Regions from separate parts of the Capra hircus genome. Here region 1 is linked to region 2. A link is a contact called in public Hi-C data. All regions are on one chromosome and are shown on one strand. Each heading gives the region's core, a stretch centred on a gene start, on an enhancer-like site or on the middle of the called end of the contact. The rest is flanking DNA. Distances are from core to core; before and after follow the strand shown.

The links. Hi-C and Micro-C count contacts between places; a contact is called where the count stands out from the background.
Region 1: a contact with region 2 is called in a Hi-C map of blood, with 6 times the contacts expected there. The contact joins the enhancer-like site here to the promoter of C19H17orf96 in region 2. A contact is called at or near these places in 2 of 5 Hi-C or Micro-C datasets (both in blood).

The regions. Positions count from the first base shown.
Region 1 is chr19:38,984,990-38,988,406 of ARS1.2, reverse strand. It overlaps PCGF2 (polycomb group RING finger protein 2), which reads left to right. Exons shown (of 10, transcript XM_018064982.1): 9 at 1,068-1,148; 10 at 1,576-3,266. The coding sequence ends at 1,953. Among named protein-coding and RNA genes, the nearest start is that of CISD3, 5.1 kb to the right of the region's middle. Within about 2 kb of position 1,761, at least 1 of the 5 cell types and tissues checked has an H3K27ac peak or open chromatin away from gene starts, as enhancers often do.
Region 2 is chr19:38,932,149-38,935,740 of ARS1.2, reverse strand. C19H17orf96 reads left to right here and starts at 1,396. Exons shown (of 1, transcript XM_018064974.1): 1 at 1,396-3,592. The coding sequence starts at 1,838. The coding sequence ends at 2,977.

The DNA.
Region 1 (3,417 bases), core at 512-3,011, 52 kb before region 2:
TGGATCCCTTCCCACCTGCTGGTCAGGAGTGCAGTTCAGTTCAGTTTAGTCGCTCAGTCGTGTCTGACTCTGTGATCCCATGAACTGCAGCCCGCCAGGCCTCCCTGTCCATCACCAACTCCCACAGTTCACCTAAACTCATGTCCATCGAGTCGGTAATGCCATCCAGCCATCTCCTCCTCTGTTGTCCCCTTCTCCTCCTGCCCCCAATCCCTCCCAGCATCAGAGTCTTTTCCAATGAGTCAACTCTTCCCATGAGGTGGCCAGAGTATTGGAGTTTCAGCTTTAGCATCAGTCCTTCCAAAGAATACCCAGGACTGATCTCCTTTAGAATGGACTGGTTGGATCTCCTTGCAGTCCAAGGGACTCTCAAGAGTCTTCTCCAATACCACAGTTCAAAAGCATCAATTCTTTGGCGCTCAGCTTTCTTCACAGTCCAACTTTCACATCCATACACGATCACTGGAAAAACCATAGCCTTGACTAGACAGACCTTTGTTAGCAAAGTAATGTCTCTGCTTTTCAATATGCTATCTAGGTTGGTCATAACTTTCCTTCCAAGGAGTAAGCGTCTTTTAATTTCATGGCTGCAATCACCATCTGCAGTGATTTTGGAGCCCCCAAAATAAAGTGTGACACTGTTTCCACTGTTTCTCCATCTATTTCCCATGAAGTGATGGGACCAGATGCCATGATCTTCGTTTTCTGAATGTTGAGCTTTAAGCCAACTTTTTCACTCTCCTCTTTCACTTTCATCAAGAGGCTCTTTAGTTCTTCTTCACTTTCTGTCATAAGGGTGGTGTCATCTGCATATCTGAGGTTATTGATATTTCTCCCGGCAATCTTGATTCCAGCTTGTGCTTCTTCCAGCCTAGCGTTTCTCATGATGTACTCTGCATAAAAGTTAAATAAGCAGGGTGACAATGTACAGGTCAGGAGTTATGTTGAGACAACTCTGAGAGGAAGTCAGATGCACCGGGTGACCTCAGAGGGATGAGGGATCACCTGCCCAGAGCCTCTTTGCCGAATGGCTGGCGCCTTGAGCCATCTGCCCTTGTCTCCTCCAGGTTGAGGTTCTCTATGAGGACGAGCCACTGAAGGAATACTATACCCTCATGGACATCGCCTACATCTACCCCTGGCGGCGGGTGAGTGGGTGGGGTGGTATGAGACGGGACAGGGCTGGAGGGACCCTGAGCCATTACGTGGGCCACGCTGCTCTAATCAGAGACAGTTCATCCCTCGTCTCATGGGCTGGGCATGTCCAGGGTGGCCTTCCAGACCATCTCTCACTGATGACCTTCCATACTCAGGAGGAAAAAAGGATCCTTGGGCAGACCACGTGCAAATTTGGGTGGCCGCAGAGGAGTAAACTTTGCCTTCTGCTCTCCGGCCTCCCTCTGCCTTTTTTCTCTGTCTCTGGTCTTACCCATGCTCTCTTCCTCTCCTGCCTTGCTTAGTCCCACCTGTGTGTCTCGTCCTGCCTTTCTCCCTGTTGGGTGCTATGGGTGAAGGTGGGTGGCTGCCCCATTAGCCTCTTTCTCCTGACACCGTCCCCTCCCCTTCTCCCTGCAGAATGGCCCTCTCCCCCTCAAGTATCGCGTCCAGCCAGCCTGCAAGCGACTCACCTTGCCCACAGCACCCACCCCCTCCGAGGGCACCAATACCAGCGGGGCATCCGAGTGTGAGTCAGTCAGTGACAAGGCTCCCAGCCCTGCCACCCTGCCGGCCACCTCCTCTTCCCTACCCAGCCCAGCCACCCCCTCCCATGGCTCTCCCAGCTCTCATGGCCCCTCGGCCCCCCACCCCACCTCCCCCACTCCCCCTGTGACAGCCGGTGGGGCCACTGCCGCTGCCAACGGGGGCGCCTCAAACTGCCTGCAGACACCATCCTCCACCAGCAGGGGGCGCAAGATGACTGTCAACGGAGCTCCTGTGCCCCCCTTAACTTGAGGAAAGGGACCCTCTCCCTCCTTTTCCAGCCATGCCTCTCCACCCCTCCACTTTTTCTGGGCCCCGTTTTTCCACCTCTTCTATTTTCCCCAGCTCCTCCCACCTTAGGGGTGGGGGATGGGTTTTATAAATAAATCTATATATATATGTACATAGGAAAAACCAAATTATACATACTTATTTTTTATGGACCAACCAGATTAATTTAAATGCCACAGGAAACAAACTTTATGTGTGTGTGTATGTGTGGGGGATGGGGTGTTCATTTTTAGGGGGTCTTGTGGAATTCTCTCTGCTCTTTTTGGGAGTGCCTAGAGGTGGAATTGGAGGGGCCACTTGAGGCCCAGTAGCACTCTGCGCATCCTCCTCCTGTTTCCCAAGACATATGGGGTGCTGAGGGGCCCCACCAAGCCCCAAAACTTTAGGCACAACTCTAATTGGCTGTGTATGGGGTCCACTCTGTTTCTTTCCCCCTCTTGGCTGCTGTCCTACCCTTACCCTGATCAGTGCCCTCCCCCCACCATTGTTGAATGTTCAGAGAATTGCAAAGACAGTGCCTTTTACAAATGCAGCCTATCGCCTGGTTTTGAGGAGCAAGTGGGCAGTGGAGAGGGCATCTCCCTTACCTCCTCCTCGTGCAGTGGGAACTTTGTATAAAGAATAGATAGTTTTGCCTCCCCCCTCCCCTTGCCCCCAACGCCCCCATGTGTGTGGCCTTTGCATCATTTATCTTGTGAAAAAGAAGATTCAGGCCACAGGAGGCCTCAGCCCTTGAACTTCCCCTGTGGTGTTAACATCGTGAACTGCTTTATTCCTTCTCCCCCACCGCCACCCAGAAGGCCGCACTAGCAAGGCTGCTGGGGCAGTCTCTTTGGGGGCTGGAGTGGAGAGGTGGAGGCAGGGTGACCTCAGATAAGCACAGACCCCAGATTTGGCCAAAGGCAAGCAGTTCTCCAGTCCCCTCCCCACCCGCAGCTGAGGCCAAGTCAGGAAAGAGCAACAGAGATATCTGAAAGCACAAGAAGACAGAGCCTGTAAGGTCTGACCTCAGCTCCATCCTGAGGAGTCCAGTGGTCCACCCCCGAGGGATAGATCCCAGGAGACCCCTGCCCACCTGTTTTTCCTCCCATGTACAAAGATCGGACTGGGGAGGGGAGGAGGCAGCACTCTATCACAACTACATGTTTGGGGCCGGGCATCCCCCAGTGGGTTTGTCTGTGTTCGCACCTTGTCCTGTGTCTGAGGTGCTGTGGCTGTGCCCTTCTGCCCTGGGATGTTTGTATCTCTGGCTTTAATAAATGCTGCATACTCTCCGGAGCCTGTAGTTTTTTGGGACAGAAGGGACAGGAAGGGTGGTCGGGGTCCTCTGGCCTCCTCTAGTCTCTGGGCTCATCCTGCTTTGCTGCTGCTGCTGCTGCTGGGCTAAGTCACTTCAGTTGTGTCCGACTCTGTGCAACCCCATAG
Region 2 (3,592 bases), core at 147-2,646:
TAAGGGAGGCAGAGCTTCCTGATCCCTTTCTGCCCAAATGTTACAGGATGACATGTCAGGGAAACAGTACTTCTGTTGTCATCACCAGAAGGACCAGGATACAAGCTGCATTATTTGTTTTCTTACAGAAACCCTCTCTTACCCCTGCCCGGGAGTAAGATATTTCTCTCTCTGACCACCCATCACCCCCCCACAAACATACCCTTATTCTATGTCATCGTATCAGTCTCAATATTTCTGGGGATGGGAAGAAGTCCAATGACCCTATTTTTATCAAGAGAAGAATATTCCAGGGATTCATTCATTCACTTACAAATATTTATTGAGCACCTATTAAGTCTGGGCACTGTTCAAAGCACTGAGGTTGCAGAAGTGATCAAGACAAACTTCTCATCAGCTCATTTCCAGACTAATGGGAGAGACAGATGATAAAGAGAAATACATTCACAGATTTTCATATATTAGTGAGCTCTACAGAAACGAAACAAGGGTAAGAGGATGGAAGGCGCTGCAGGTACATGGTCCTCCCTTATCCGGGTTTTTAATGGAATTCACTTTCTTTGCTTTACTCTCCCTAGGGGAGATAAGAGTGAGGGTCTATGTATCTCCTCCTCTGGTCTCCTCAACCCATTTTGGCAGTTCAAGCCTCACAGGGCATAATCTTGGGATTTGAAGGGGTATGGCAGAGCCAGCCCCTCACTCAGAATTTGCTCAAGGGGCCGGTTATAAGTTAAGTGAGAAATGGAAACAGGTACTGAGAAAGTCTATCATCTTTCGTGGGTGTAATGATACTTCTCCTCTCCAAATTTAATTCTTCCTTTTTTCATCTTGCACACACACTCACTGAATTCCTAACTATTCATACAACTTTTTTGAGCCCTCTGTGTACCAGGCACTGTTCTAGGCGACCGAAACAGAGAGATAGGGAACATTCTCTGCCCGCAGGAGTCCTTGCTGTACAAAGCTGCTAAACAACCTCTTTTCATCTTTCCTTTCAACTTCGCTTTGAGATTCACCTCTGTTTGACTCATGCAGCTCCAAAGGGGTAGATGTGAACGTTCCCATTTCACGGATGCGAAAACCATGACTGCTGAGGAAAAAAATGAAGTGCTTTGCGGCTACTAAACACTGGGACGCCACTGCGCCACGTGCAGCGGCGCATTTAGCCCATCCATATCCCACCCGCGCACGCACCCTCCTCTGCTCCCTCCCAGTCGCCGCCGCGCCGGGTCCACGTGTGTGTGTCTGTGTGCGGAATGGGGATGGGGGCGGTGCCGCGGGAGGGGTGGGGTCCCGGCCAACGTCACAAGCAGTGCCGCCCAATCAGCGGCGGGCTCGCGGCCCCGGCGCTGGTATTGGGGCAGCGAGGGGGCAGTTCTCTATAACGCGGTCTCCGGGAGCCAGCGGGGAAGAAAGAAGCCGAGCGGGCGGAAGGCGCCCTCCCCGCCGCCTGGGCCCCGGCACCGGGTGCCGGGCCCGGGGTCCTTCCCGCCTCCTGCGGCCGCCGGCCGCTTTGTTTCCCCAGCCTCTGCGCTCCGGGCAACTCAAGAGGGGCTCCCGCCGAGGCTGCACAGGGCTCGCGGCGGCAGGAAGGGCGGCCGACCGCGCCGGGACTCACAGGGACCCAGGAGTCCGGCCGCCGAGAGGGCCGCGTGACGAGATCGAAGAGGGACCCGGAGCTCTGTGGCCCACGGGTGCGGGCCGGGGGCGCTCGCGAGCAGAGACCTCCCCGTCGAGGGGGGGCGATGTTCCCCTCGCCCGTGGGCTCTTCGGGCAGTCAGGGCATCCCGCCGCTGGGACCAGGGCCCCCTCAGTGGGCAACCCCCCGGAAAGTTCCATGGAGACTCTGTGCCCCGCTCCCCGCCTCGCAGTGCCGGGGTCCCCGCGAGGGTCACCCTGCTCCCCCACACCCCGGAAGCCGCGTCGGGGGACCCAGGAGTTCTCTCCTCTGTGCCTGCGTGCCCTTGCCTTCTGCGCCCTTGCCAAACCCCGGGCGTCCTCTCTGGGCCTGGGGCCTGGGGAGCTGGCGCCGCGGGCTCCGGTGCTGCTGGGCCCTTGCGCCCCGCTGTGCGCCGGCGGCAGGGCCCCGGATGGCCTGAAGCACCTCGCGGGACAGGCCGGGCGGTCCAGCGATCCCAACTCCCCGGCCCGCCAGGATGCCGACGCCGCAGTGTGCCGGGGCCGCGGCGAGGAGGAAGAGGGCGGAGGCAGTTTCCCGCACTTCAGCGCTCGCTCCGGCGTACCTCCCGGCCACTGCCCGGCGCCCCGGCGCCCTCGGGAATCTCCGACCAGCTCCGTCTCGGCTCCGCCTAGGCCAGCCCTGGCTCTCGACTCTCAGCCTGGCCCCGCCGCTAGCCCGCATCAGGAGCCAGGTTCTCGGCCTCCGCCGCCACCTGCGGGCCTCTCCTCTGAGCCCATGGGGCCTGGGGCCGCGCCGGAACCGCCCCCGCCGAACCAGACAGCCGCAGTCGATGGAAACCCTCCGAAGGTCGCCCCCGAGGCACCGGCCTCCAGCCCCTCGACGGCCAGCGAAGCTCCGGCCGCGCCCGGCGATCTCCGCCAGGAACATTTCAATCGTCTGATCCGCCGCTCGAAACTGTGGTGTTACGCGAAGGGTTTCGCCCTCGACACTCCGAGTTTGCGCCGGGGGCCCGAGCGGCCCCCAGCTAAAGGGCCCGCCCGAGGAGCCGCCAAGAAACGCCGGCGGCCGGCGCCCCCTCAACGCAGCGCGCAGCCCCGCCGACCTACCCCGACGCTCCCCACCACGAGCACCTTCAATCTCCTCGACTGCTTCCCCTGCCCCCCGGCCCTGGTGGTGGGGGAGGACGGAGACTTAGGGCCGGCATCCTCGCTTCGCCTTCACGGAGACGCTAAGCCCCCGCCTGCCCACCCCCTGTGGAGGTGGCAGATAGGGGGTCCCGCTGTCCCTGAGCCCCCTGGCCTCAAATTCTGGGGAATCAACTTGGAGCAGCCCTGAGCGTGAGACCTGTTCTGCCAAGGGGGGAAAAGGGGGGGCCACAGCCAGACTGCGGGCTCGAGAATAGAGCCTCATTTCTCACCTTTGCCTGTCCTCTTTAGGTTTTATGGGCTGTGGTCAGAAGGACCTCAAATGACAGTGATCTTCAAGCACCTAACTGGTTGCAGTGACACCCCCTCCCCCTCATCCTTTGGAGAAGAACCAAGGCCTGGAGTCGGGAGAAGGCTTAACCGAAAAAGGCTTAAAGACGTAGATTCCAATCCCTCCCCTCTTCCATCTCGGATCTCTGGGGGCAGGGCCTTCACCCCAGGGGGAGTCGAGAAGGCTACAACTCAAAAGAGGAGGAAAAAAAAAGAGGGAGAGAGACCTTGGTGATGGACAAACCGGTTGTTTCTGTGGGCGAGCCTGGGGATGGGTGGGGGCTGTAGTGGGGGTGGGGAGGTGATTGGCAGCTCCCTGGGGGCATCCTCAACCCCCACCATCCAGGCCTTTAACCCTTCACTCCCCTCAGGCCTTCCCTAGCCTCCAAGCACCACTGTAGCCTTCATGGGGACCCGAGCAGCTTAGGCAAGGGTAAGATCACCCTCTCCTGGTTCTTTTCCTAGGGTCCCCCCA